Regions from separate parts of the Mus musculus genome. Here all the other regions are linked to region 1. Evidence: chromatin contacts called from public promoter capture Hi-C data. All regions are on one chromosome and are shown on one strand. Each heading gives the region's core, a stretch centred on a gene start, on an enhancer-like site or on the middle of the called end of the contact. The rest is flanking DNA. Distances are from core to core; before and after follow the strand shown. Region 1 holds the start of Prcc (papillary renal cell carcinoma (translocation-associated)). Region 2 holds the start of Il6ra (interleukin 6 receptor, alpha). Region 3 holds the start of Hax1 (HCLS1 associated X-1).

Evidence for each region. Promoter capture Hi-C pulls out the DNA fragments that hold promoters and counts their contacts.
Region 2: a promoter capture Hi-C map of pre-B cells shows a contact between it and region 1, with 3 times the contacts expected there. The contact joins the promoter of Il6ra here to the promoter of Prcc in region 1. A contact is called at or near these places in 2 of 39 promoter capture datasets (liver and pre-B cells).
Region 3: a contact with region 1 is called in a promoter capture Hi-C map of pre-B cells, with 7 times the contacts expected there. The contact joins the promoter of Hax1 here to the promoter of Prcc in region 1. A contact is called at or near these places in 4 of 39 promoter capture datasets (cranial neural crest, hippocampal neurons, liver and 1 more).

Annotation. Positions count from the first base shown.
Region 1 is chr3:87,883,629-87,887,538 of GRCm38.p6, reverse strand. It overlaps Prcc (papillary renal cell carcinoma (translocation-associated)), which reads left to right and starts at 1,977. Exons shown (of 7, transcript NM_033573.2): 1 at 1,977-2,664. The coding sequence starts at 2,197.
Region 2 is chr3:89,910,660-89,914,978 of GRCm38.p6, reverse strand. Il6ra (interleukin 6 receptor, alpha) reads left to right here and starts at 1,783. Exons shown (of 10, transcript NM_001310676.1): 1 at 1,783-2,024. The coding sequence starts at 1,940.
Region 3 is chr3:89,996,678-90,001,064 of GRCm38.p6, reverse strand. Hax1 (HCLS1 associated X-1) reads left to right here and starts at 2,349. Exons shown (of 7, transcript NM_011826.4): 1 at 2,349-2,537; 2 at 3,062-3,327; 3 at 3,491-3,678. The coding sequence starts at 2,485. It overlaps Gm19710 (predicted gene, 19710), which reads right to left and starts at 2,305. Exons shown (of 4, transcript NR_045749.1): 1 at 2,144-2,305; 2 at 1,768-1,920; 3 at 780-893. It overlaps Ubap2l (ubiquitin-associated protein 2-like), which reads left to right. Exons shown (of 28, transcript NM_001165984.1): 28 at 74-777. The coding sequence ends at 169.

The DNA.
Region 1 (3,910 bases), core at 728-3,227:
AAGCTTCAGTGTACTCGCATAAAATATATTTGTTTGTTTTTTCGAGACAGGGTTTTTCTGTATAGCCCTGGCTGTCCTGGAACTCACTTTGTAGACCAGGCTGGCCTTGAACTCAGAAATATGCCTGCCTCTGCCTCCCAAGTGCTGGGATTAAAGGCATGTACCACCACGCCTGGCAATATATATTTTTTTCAAGACAGGGTTTCTCTGTGTAGCCCTGGCTGTCCTGGAGCTCACTCTGTAGACCAGGCTGGCTTTGAACTCAGAAATCTGCCTGCCTCTGCCTCCTAAGTGCCCAAGTGCTGGGATTAAAGGCGTGCGCCACCACTGTTGGGCTATAAATAAATCTTAATTTTTTTTGGGGGGGGGACAGGTATCAGTGGGGTGTCAAATTCTGAATCATGTACATACGTGCATGCTAGCTAAGCACTGTAATGTTGAGCTGCCTAAACTCAGTATAGTTTAAACACAGGTGTATACAAGTTATTCTGGGAGATTTAAGCAGATGTCTAGAGAAGGTGGTATAAGTTTGTGTATGAAGCCAAATGTTCAGACACATGGCGAGGAGGCTGGTGAGGAAGAGCCACATCCTTTCACAGTCTTTACAATCCTCATCCTTCGCTCAAAGCACCCTTTCCACGTTCTTTAGCCTCCTCCCTGCCAAACTCTAGCAGCTCTTTCGTTGTTGGCTGACCTCAAAGGTTTTCTGCTCTTAGGAGCAGGGAGGTACCCACAGAGAGATGGGTTCATGTATAAAGGACATGGCAAGTAGAGGGCCCTCAGTTAGAGGGTGACAGAAGTGATCCAGAATCACAGGGAGCCAGGGAAGAGCAGTTGCACAGCACGTCATCATAGACGGGCAGTATGTGAAAAAGCCTGCAGTAAAAGTGGGTGGATATGAGGGCCATACGCAAAGGCCGAGAAGACAGCACATCCAGCCAAGAAATGAATGCCAAAGACACATGCACTGTAGGGTGGGCACAGGTGATCAACCCCTAAGAACTTGGAAGTGTACCGGGCCATAGTCTGTCCTTTTACTGAGGTAAAGTGATTAATCTCCAATTCTCCAATACCTTGCCCTAGTTTCCCGTGCTTCTCACTAGTTGCTGAGGAAGGAGCCCAAGTCCCCACACTCATGGGGATAGCGTTCATGGGAGGTGTGTACTGTTACTAGATGTATACTGGTGTATTCATTGGTTAAGAGCACTGACTCTTTTTTTTTTTTTTTTTTTTTTTTTTTTTTTTTTTTTTCTGTGAGACAGAGACAGGATTTTCTGTGTCACCTTGGCTGTCCTGGACCTCACTTCATAGTCTAGGCTGGCCTCGAACTCACAGATCTCCGCCCGCGTCTGACTTCCTAGTGCTGGGATTCAAGGTGCATGACACCACCCTTGCCATGCTCTCAGATGCCTGCGGCCTCGTTTTCTTTCTGGCTTCGCAATCTTAATTTTATAACGTACCCTAGAGCTTTGTCTTTTCTTGGGGTGCTTTGTTCTAACACCCAGGTCGACTCGGAAGCATCACTGTTTTATTTACAGGTAACTTTCCCTTTAAGCTATTTACTTTCCCAGACTTCATCACTTTCCCGACAACACTTGCAGTTTCTAAGGGTACCACAGCTCCCATAATCCTTAGCTGCTCTGAGGAACTTCAAGTACCGAAATGCTCTAAATGCTTACGTGCTACCGCGCTGATCCATGGGGCTTGTAGTAACATAGGACTTGAAAGGACACACAACAACAAACAAACAAACAAACTACGAATCCCAGGAATCACTGCATCAGAGGAAGCTTTCGCTCAGTCTTTCTGCGCACCCTTTACGCCACCTTTAGACTGCAATTCCCGCCATGCTTTGCACTGAGTTCCCGGAGGTAGAGAATGGGGTTGTTGCTAAAGTCTTCTCTGGGAATTGTAGTTCTTAAGTCTGTGAGGTGAGTAGTAGGCGGAGTGACTCGGCGGCCATTAGGTGTGTGTAGTTGCTTGGTGCTAGGAGCTTAAGTGTAGCGGGAATTCTTACTCGGTGGAAATCAACCCTAGCCATGGGTTCCTGCCGGGGATAGTTCTAGAGCACGGAGCAGGAGGCGCTTTTCGGTTCCCCGCCTTGCCCGCTGGTAGGGCCTACTAGGCCGCCGGGACATCCCGGGTCTCAAGTAGGCCTAGTCTGCCAGCAAGGGCGTCCCAAAGGCGGGAGGCGCCATGTCTCTGGTTGCTTATGCCAGCAGCGACGATAGTGAGCCGGATGAGCCGGAGCCGGAGCCGGAGCCGGAGGAAGAGGATGTGGCGGCTCCTATGCCAGGGCCCACTTTAGGAGGCCTGTTCGCTTCTCTTCCTGCACCCAAAGGCCCGGCCTTGCTGCCCCCGCCCCCCCAGATGCTGGCCCCAGCCTTCCCCCCGCCGCTCCTGCTGCCCCCGCCCACCGGAGACCCCAGACTGCAGCCGCCTCCGCCGCTGCCCTTTGGCCTGGGCGGCTTCCCGCCACCTGCAGGAGTGAGCCCTGCTGAAGCTGCGGGAGTTGGAGAGGGGCTGGGGCTGCCATCGCCTCAAGGCCCTGGGCTCAGTCTGCCCCCAGCTGTGGGCGGTGTCGGACCCCCCTTGGGCCTTCCCAAGCCAAAGAAGAGAACCGAACCGGTTAGGATAGCGGCGCCGGAGCTGCAGAAGGGCGATGTGAGTATGGAGGGGGGGGGCACCTCAAGTCCCATTGGGCTGGAGTTTAGGGGTAGGAGGGACTTGTAACCATAATGGAGCTCGACAAACGCATCCGTTGACTCCGAGCCGCTGGAATCCTCTTAGAAGGCGGTTAAATTCACCTGAACTTGCCTGCTTTGGGGAGTTAGGGTATTGGCCATGAGGCATTCTGGAACCTGGGACTTCCTTGCAGAAAGGGATGCGTGGTATCCTTGGTACTGACAGGCTTAAGGCGCATGCATGGAGACAATTCTTTCCCTTTCAGCATCTTTATCTCAGTTGGCTTCTCTTCCCATATTGAGGGCAGGTTAAAAGTGGCGCCTGAAGTGACAGCTGGTGGGACTAAAGTGCTCCTGTTGAACATCCAGGACCAGCCTTATCCTTTGCCCCATCTCTAAAATAAGAAGGCTGGAAGGAGGTAAAGGACATGAGTGGAGTTAGAGAAGAGATGGAATGTTTACTTATTTTGACATGGTTCTAGTATTGTAACCCAGGCTTTTCTTGAATCACTGTGTAGCTCAGCTTGGGCTTCAACTTGTGATCCTCTTGTCTCAGAGTCCAAGTGCTGGATTAAAAAGTGTATTACACTATCCCTGGTATAAGAAATTGAGTATTGCCTCTCCCTCACCCCCACACACAATGGGAGTTGGACTTGTAGCCTCCCTCACACATAGTAGGTAAATGCTCTTCCACTGAGCTACAAAACCCAGCCCTGTTTCCATTGTTTATTTTGAGGAATGGTTTTTCTAGATTGTCTAGACTGACTTGAATTTTAGATTGTTCTGCTTCAGTCTCCCCTGTAGCTGGGATTACAACCTATAGAAGCAGGATTTGGTAGTCCAGGCTGGCTTCAACTTTAGTAGCTAAGATTGTCCTTAAACTCCAGATTCTCCTCCATCTCCTTCCTGAGTGCTGGGATTACAGCTGAACACCACCATGCCTGCTTTATGCAGCTTACATTCATGTCTAGGGCTTTGTGCATGCTAGGCAAGCATCCTTATCAACTGGGCCATATCCTCAGCCCTAACATACTATTTACAGATATGAAAATGGAGTCCAGCATGTAGTCTTACTGGAGATTGACAACTGGATCTGTTTAAATCTGTTTCACCATCTAGATACTGTCCAGGCTAGATGAGCATTAGAGTATAGTTTCTAAAAGAGGCAGCTAAGATTACAGTGTTTTCTTGTTTGTTTGTGTGTTTGTTTGTTTGATGGTCTCTAT
Region 2 (4,319 bases), core at 534-3,033, 2.0 Mb before region 1:
GGTGGATGGGGGGAAGCCACTTGGCCAGGGTTGCCGGGTCGTGTCTGAGATGTCTGCTCTTGCCTTCAACATTCCTTCTATCTGAGCTGGCAGCCTTCTGTAGCCTTCCTGTTTCAGGCCAGCAACTTGTCTCTCTGCAATTATTTTCAGGTCTCTGTTTACCACAGAAAGGAAGGAGGCAGCACAATGAGAGTCTGTTGGAAATTAATTATATTTTTAAGATAGGGCAAGTTCCACTATGCTTGCCTCGAACTCTGGATCTTCCTGCCTCAGCCTCCAGAGTTTTGGGATTACAGGTGTGTACTACCACATCCTCTTGCTATTTAATCCCATTTTAAATAGCAGGAGAAAAAAATATGTATTTTTTTTAGACAGGGCCTTAGACTCACAGCTATTCACCTGCTTCTGCTTCCCAAATGCCTGCCCCACCACAGGGAGAGAGAACAACCATGCCTTTCTCTCCGACTTATAGCGTGGCTGAGGAAGTGCCATCAAAACCAATCCCATTGTCCTGGGTACAGGTTTGGTTCTGACATCCACAGAGAGCGGTGGATGCCTAGGTCTGAGGCCAGCATGTTGCTTAAATAAGGTCATGTCTTATTTAGGGGTTCAGCCAGCACACACACATTCCAGTTGCCCCATGGACTCTAATCAGCTGAACCCTGAAATGGAAGAATACATTAAAACATACTGGTGTAGGTCCAGGGCTCCCCATCTACATTTTCTTTTCTTTCTTTTTTTTTTCTTATCCCTTCCCTTCTCCCTCTTGCTCCGGCCCGGCTCGCTCAGGCCCATAGGTTTTATTTGTTTCTCATTACAGATGGTTGTGAGCTACCATGTTGCTGGGATTTGAACTCATGATCTCCGGAAGTCAGTCAGTGCGTTTAACCGCTGAGCCATCTCACCAGCCCTAAATTTTCTTTTCAGTGTGTTTCTTTCCCTCTGCATTTGCATGGGAAGCTGCCCTGTAGCTTCAAGCTCTGTAGCTTGGAAGGGAACCTTGGTGGAGTCTGGTAAATAGCAAACGCCGGTTCCTTTGTGTCCAGTCAAGTCATGATGGGTAATCAAAGCCCTACTCCTTGTTGAGCAGTTAGGCTCCAGGTACATCGACAGTGTTTCCAGGAATCTTTATCATGGGCTTAAAAATACATCTCTAATAGGTGAGAAAACTGAGACTTCCGGATCGGGATAGCAATCTTGAGGAGGGTAACACATGTGTCTCTGGGCCAGACTCAAAAGCGCACACTGGTTTCGTTGCCTCTGCAGTAGCCTTCAAAGAGCTGCTCCTCCACTGGAAGATGAGAGGAAATCTTTTTCTCAGGTTATGGACGCCTAAGTTTTCCTTCAGACCAATTAAATCACAATCTCTGGGCTCGAAGCAGACATCGGTGTCTTTTCGGATTCCCTGTTTGATTCCCGTAAGCACCCAGGACACTGACCTGCCTTCTACTTTAACAGCCAGAGCCACTGGCTGGCGCTCATGAAAGCAAAACTCAAGCGGAGGCGCGGATGGAAGGAAGGAGGGGGATATTTCTCCTTATCTCAGCGTCAAAACCTGGGGAGGGGCCCTGGTGGGGGTCCCTGGGGGCTCAGGTGTGGCGCGGCTGCAGGAAGTAACCCCCTCCGGTGGCCCGGAGCGCTGGCCGATTGCGCCATCCTACTGGGCTTTCGTAACCGCGAGCCGGGGCTGCCAAGAGGAGCTTCAGCACCGGTTCCTCAAATGTTTCACTGTTGCCAGGACGGCCGGCTGCTGTGTGTCACGTGCATGTGGGAAGTCGCGCCCACACCGATCTGAGCCACGCCGGGGCGAGCGCTCGCAGTGCGAGCTGAGTGTGGAGCCCGAGGCCGAGGGCGACTGCTCTCGCTGCCCCAGTCTGCCGGCCGCCCGGCCCCGGCTGCGGAGCCGCTCTGCCGCCCGCCGTCCCGCGTAGAAGGAAGCATGCTGACCGTCGGCTGCACGCTGTTGGTCGCCCTGCTGGCCGCGCCCGCGGTCGCGCTGGTCCTCGGGAGCTGCCGCGCGCTGGGTAAGAGGAACCCGGAGCGGGCGTGGGGAATGTGACACTGTCTGGTTCCGTTCGCAGAGTGAGCCCCGCCGGTACCGGCTGCTAGCCTGGGCTGACTCACCTGTGCTGACGCGGTGGAGGTTCGCGCGCCCCCTGTTGCGTCTAGCGCCTATAACTGCGTGCTCCTGTCTGTGTCTGGCCAGTTACCTCAAGTCTGAGTACAGGACAGTGTGTTTTCCTGAAACCTGACTCTGGTGTCTGGTTCCCAGTGTTCCCAGTCTTACTCAACTGCATCCCGGGTCGCTCCAAAAAGAGATACCCAGAGGGCGCGCCCTAGTGGAACAGTAGTAGTCCCTTCTGGAGAGTCCTTTATGCCACTGGCTCTCTCTGCTTTAGTTGTGGCACCTCGCGTGGCTTTCCTTAGTTCTACTACATTCCATGTCGTGTGTAATGACAGTGACCCGACGGTGAAGGGTCTGACATCATGGGCTCTGAGTCATGGGTGTTCCCGCCTCACAAACTTACTCCTTTAGCCAACTAGCCCTAGCATGCAGAATGCCAACACCCACATCCATCCCAATCCTGTGAGTTTGACAGCAAAGGATGTGGGACCTCTTGGAACTGTGCCTCCGCCCCCTGCCCCAGCCCTCCCTGATTAGCAGGTGGACCAGGCGGAGGGTAGGGTAGGGGCACTGTGTTTACCTTCCTTGCACTCTGCCTTGTAGGTCTAGGCCTCTCTGTGGGCTCTGGCTTCAGGCCCAGCAGCCTGCCTGGTCTCTTCTGGAGGAACTGGGAGACTGCTTCTCTACAGGTTATTTTAGGGGCTGAGGGCTTATTCAACAACATAGAAAGAGCCAAAGGACATGGGGGAGATTTATCCTGTGCTGGTCGTGGGGACAGTGGCTTCCAGGCTTTCTTTCTGCCTGGAAGGTAGAATTCCTCAAGCTTGGTTTGTTACCCCTACCTATATTTTCTTTATATATATATATATAAAGAAAATATATATATATATTAGACAGGCTCTCCCATAACCCAGGCTGGCCTCAAACTTGTGCCTCTTCTGCCTCTATCTCTTGAGTGCTGGGATTTCAGGTATTAACCCACCCTGTATTTTACACGTTTTTAATCCTCTACAGGATTGACATAAAGCTTTGGGAGGAGCCTGAGGTTCAGAGAGATGCAATGGGAAGCATCAGGCCCCTCCGTGTCTCAGTGTTCTCCTGTGGGTACAGCTGAGGGCGTCTGGGGTAGGCTGAGCACCACTATCATCTGGTGGGATTCTGGGGGAGAAGACACTGATGAAAGAGAAGATCCCCGCTTAGCTGTTCATGGTGCCAGGCAGGACTGAGGTCCTCTCTTCCATCTTGGGAGAGCAGGACTGGGCCTCTCTGCCTGTCTCAGTTACTACTCAACATACCCCAGCGCCCCCACCACCACTTCCCTTTGTTCCTAAGGAGCTGCAAGGCACTTCGGAGACAGCGAGTTCTGTTTTCCTGTGGTTCAGAAAGGACACCCAAGGGTGGGGGTGTCTTCTGACCCAAACAGCCTTTAGAAGGCAGAACTGGGAGTCTGGGGAGGAAGTGAAAGCCCTGCCAGTTTAGAAGGAAGAGGCAGAGAAGTCCCCAGCCCATCTCCCACACCCACACTTGCACAGCTACAAACTGGAGAGTGACAATCAAGAAACAAGCACCAAACAGGAAGTGTGGAGCAAATGACTGAGATGTTTGGCTTTAGAGAAGTGAGGCCAGATGGAGATGGCTCTCTGGGGGGGAACCCATGGGTGGAAGATATACATAAACATATATATATGGGCAGGCGAGATAGCTCAGCACACGCACACACACACACACACACACACACACACACACTCTCCTCCATCCATCATCCTTAGTGGGTTTTTGCCTTCATGTATTCATGTCTGTGTGAGGGTTCCAAATCCTATGGAACTGGAGTTACAGTTGTGAGCTGCCATGTGGTGCAGGGATTGAACCTGGGTCCTCTGGAAGAACAGCCAGTGTTCTTAACTGCTGAGCCATCACTCCAGCACCAACAGGTGGGATTTTCATAGTCTGCCCCTCCAGGGCCTGCTAGGACTCCTGTGTCTTCTTCCACCTGGGGCCCAGGACCAGCTGGGACTGAGGCTTCTGCCAGGTCAAACTTTCTAGGCGCTGCTGACTGAGGACAGGCTGGGCATGGGTGGCTTCAGTCCCCCTTTCCTTCTGTAAGGCAAGAAAACACGCAGCAGCACCGATGCCTATGTATCTAAATCTCCTCCTGACTTCTGAATTCCCTCTGGGACAACCTCTTTCGGTCTAC
Region 3 (4,387 bases), core at 1,100-3,599, 2.1 Mb before region 1:
TGAAGATGTTACAGATTGGTCCCACTAACTAGACACCTTTTTCCTCCCCCATAACCTTCCCATTCCCCTGCAGACGGGCAGCGGGCAACGTAGCCAGACCAGCTCCATCCCGCAGAAGCCCCAGACCAACAAGTCTGCCTACAACAGCTACAGCTGGGGGGCCAACTGAGGCCCTGACCCTCTTCTCCTGTCCCATCTTCTGAGAGGGCTTCTCAGCCTGGAAACTATGGAAACAGCATCAAAGAGAGAAAAGAATGTGGGGCGATTCCGCTGCTCCACACCCCCAGCGGCCCATCCCACACCTCAGCTTCATGTCTGTCCCATCCCTATACCATCCCACCCTGTTGTATGTATTATAGGATTTGTATTTTCTTCTCCTCCCCTCCTCTTCCTCCTTTCTCTTTGCATTCAAGATTATGAAACTTTGCTGTGGGCCCTGCCTTTCCTTCACTTCTTCCTGTTCACCCTGGTGGTGTATGGGTGAGGTGGGAAGGTGACCCCCCCCCCAAATATATATCAGCCCAACAGCCCTAAGTCTCCTCCTTTATTATTAGGAAAACCAAACCACACACACACATACAGACACACACACACACACACACACACACACACACACACACACAAAATGGCGTCATAAATATGAACAGCATTGTCAGATGGATTAGTTGAAGTGTTTTTTTTTGTACTGTGTCTTCAAATTTAATGGATTAATGTGTCTTGTATATATATATATATACATATATATATAAAAAAAGGAGAAAAAAAAAACAAACCTCTACCTTCAGCCTCTGCCCATTCTTGCTCCGTCTAGGATATCCTCACTCTCGTCGATGACCAGCTTGGTGAATAAGTATTACCGTACCAACTGGGGCCTCTTCTAGCAGGCTCGAAGGCTGTGGAATAAAGTGAAATCTTTGCCCTTTAAGATCTCTCACCTTAATGTGCTAATATTTTGCCCTTAAGGGGATTTCCTTATACATTCTGTGACTGGAAAGAACTACTGCAAATCTTCATTTCTTCTAGAAACTGCCTCATCTACAGCACGTTTCAGGAAGTGAAAGGGGAAGGAGCTAAGGACATTTAGAAGGCAAAGGACCTTGTGGGAATCTAAGCATGGTTTTAAAGGATTCTGAAGTCTCAAGCCAGCATTAGCTGCTGGCCGGCAGAACTCAATCTTGGGGTCTTTTTCTCTTTGGAGGAGTATAGTAGTTCTTGTTCTCTGAGTTATGTTTTTGAGACAGTCTCACTATGTAACCCTGACTGGCCTGGAGCTTGGTGTGGAGACCAGGTTGGTCTCACATTCAGAGATCTGCCTGCTTCTACCTCTTGAGTGCTAAGGTTAAAGGTTGTCAGCACTACACCCTGCCTTGCCTATTTTATGTGGCTTTGAAATGCCTACATTTTGGGAAAAGAATGGATGATCTTAGAGCAAGACCTGGGGTGGGGGCATGGTGCAGTAAAAGGTTTTTGGACTTCAATTACGTGAAAGAGAAGTTTCATTTTTCTTTGTAAGAGCCATATTGCCAGGGACTCGAGATCCTGTTTCAGCCTTCCAAAACTGCAAATATCCTCTGTGCTGAGGAGGTGAGGGAGGTCTGTTTATTTTGAGTCAGAGTCTCACTCTGTAGCCGACTTGCCTGAAACTCAGTGAGGAGCAGGCTGGCCTTATACCTCCCGAGTGGATTAAAACACCATCAAATTTCATTACGGCATGGTTTTCCCAAGACACAAGTAGCTTCTCGTTCCTGCCTAGTCTACAAATCTTACCTTGTTAGTTGGCCATCTGTTTAGTTTTTTAAAAGCAGCGTGTGGTGGTAACCGCCTTAAATCCCAGCATCTGGGAGGCATTAGGCAGGCGGGTTTGTAAGCCCCTTTGGTCTACAATCAGTTCCAGGACAGTCTGAACACCACACAGAAACCCTGTATCGAAAAAAACAAGCTTAAAAACTCCCTACTAGCTGAAGAGATTCCTAGCATCTTTATTCAGCAGTAGGGAAATCGCGGTTTAAGGAACTAGGTAACTTCGCCTAGCCTAGTATTAGACGTCACCGACATCAGTCTAAAACAAAACACAAGGTGGGGGGTGTTTTCTGATCCTGGGGTGAAGCAGGCCTCTGAACAGGCCACTCCCTCTGGCGGCTACCTGGGACCCTCCAGAGAGAAACGGAAACCCCCCTCGGGGGCCTGGCAGATCAGCAGGAGAAAGAATCTCCTAGAAGGGACGTGATCTTGAACTGGGAATTTCGCACGTCCACCCTCACTCAAAACTGAAAGGTAGCGTATAGAAGCTTCGTGTCTGAGGAGCACGGTCAGCCCCGCCTCTTCCTCCGGCTTACGACTTTTACGACAACGCCGCACCGTAGGGTTGCTTTCCGGCAGCGAACGCTGAGCCCTGGCTATATCCGACAGGGTAGCGTAAGCTGGTCGTGGTCTCGTGTTGCCCATGGGCTGCAGAGCTTCAAAGTTTCTAGTGCCCCTACTGGAATGAGCGTCTTTGATCTTTTCCGAGGCTTTTTCGGCTTTCCTGGACCTCGGAGGTGAGAATAGTTCTGGGCTGGATATACGGGAGGGGTGTTTTGGTGGACACTTGACCCCTTCATCATATTTTTGGAAAGCTTCCTTTCCCGCCCCCTTCAACTCCTGCTGAGAGGTCAAAGATCGCATTCTTGAGTACTCACCCCGCCACAGTAATCAAAGCAGTGGTTAAGAGGACAGAAACGGCAGCTTTCTCCAGACCTGGGTGATGCAACAGGGACCTGGGCGGAGAAAACAATGGGGGTCTGGGGAAGAGGACCATGAGCAAGTAATTGGGCGATTAGTAGTAGGCTGGATGACCCTGAAGAAAAACCATGGGTCGTCTGGCAGCTGTTGGGAGGTGCGGAGAGGCTCTGTTTAGAAACAATACAAAACCCTAATAGATCCATCAACGTTGTTCTGAAACCAGATCTCCTGTGTTTTCAGCTGCCCAGACCCCTCTTTGGCCCAGTTTGCTGCCCTTGTGTTGATTTTTATGGCTTAGACAGTGTTGAAGTCTTCGTGGCTTATTTGCCTTCACTCTCAGCCACAGAGATCCTTTTTTTGGAGGGATGACTCGAGATGATGACGACGATGATGATGATGATGACGAAGCGGAGGAAGACAGAGGCGCGTGGGGTCGAGAGAGCTATGCGTTTGATGGTTCTCAGCCTCCAGAGGAATTCGGTTTCAGCTTCAGCCCCAGGGGAGGGATGCGATTCCACGGCAACTTTGGCTTTGATGATCTAGTACGAGATTTTAATAGCATCTTCAGCGAGATGGGGGCCTGGACCTTGCCTTCCCACTCTCCTGGTGTGTGAATTTCCCTGAGGGAGACCCTATGGGTTTCTAGTGGGTTAGTGATGAATAACAGAACTTGCAGAGTAGTTGGGATAGTCTACAGAAATTGATTTTTAAAAGACTTAAAATGTTTAAGGCCTTTCCTATCCCAGAATCACCTACCAACTTTCTACAGAACTTCCAGGTCCTGAGTCAGAAACACCTGGTGAGAGACTGCGGGAGGGGCAGACACTACGAGACTCAATGCTTAAGTACCCAGATAGTCACCAACCCAGGATCTTTGAGGGGGTCTTGGAGAGTCATGCAAAACCTGAATCCCCAAAACCAGCTCCAGATTGGGGGTCGCAGGGACCTTTTCATAGGGTGAGTACTCTCTGCACCTGAACTGTAAGCCCTTGGTGGGATCTCTTAGAGTTGAGTTGCAATTTTAGCCCCTTTAATTAGTTCATTTATCCAGATTTTCTTCATTATTGGGATTTTCGTTTTGAAACTTACTTCACTGTATAGATTTAGATATCTGCCTGCCTCTGGATTAAATGTGTGCCACCACACCTCATCTAAGATTTATTTTCTTTTATATGTATGAGTGTTTTGCCTGCTTGAATGTCTCTGTACCACATGTACCTGTGCCCACAGAGGTCAAAAAGGATATTGAATCCCCTGGAACTCAAATTATGTATGGTTATGAGCCACCATGCTCTTGCTGGGAACTATAAACTATGGTCCTCTACAAGAGTGTCCCCTCCCCTCTCTTATTTGATTTGATTTGTTTGTTTATGTATTTTGAGACGGAGTCTCTGTAGTATTGGCTGACCTGGAACTTGCTATATAGACCATGCTGGCCTCAAACTCAGGGATCTCCTGCCTCTGAGTTTGTTAGTTAGGATTTTGTTGCTGTTTGTTGGTGTTTTGTTTTGTTTTTTGTTTGTTTGTTTGTTTCAAGACAGGGTTTCTCTGTGTAGCCCTGGCTGTCCTGGAACTCACTCTGTAGACCAGGCTGGCCTCGAACTCAGAAATCTGCCTGCCTCTGCCTCCGGAGTGCTGGGATTAAAGGCGTGCACCACCATGCCCG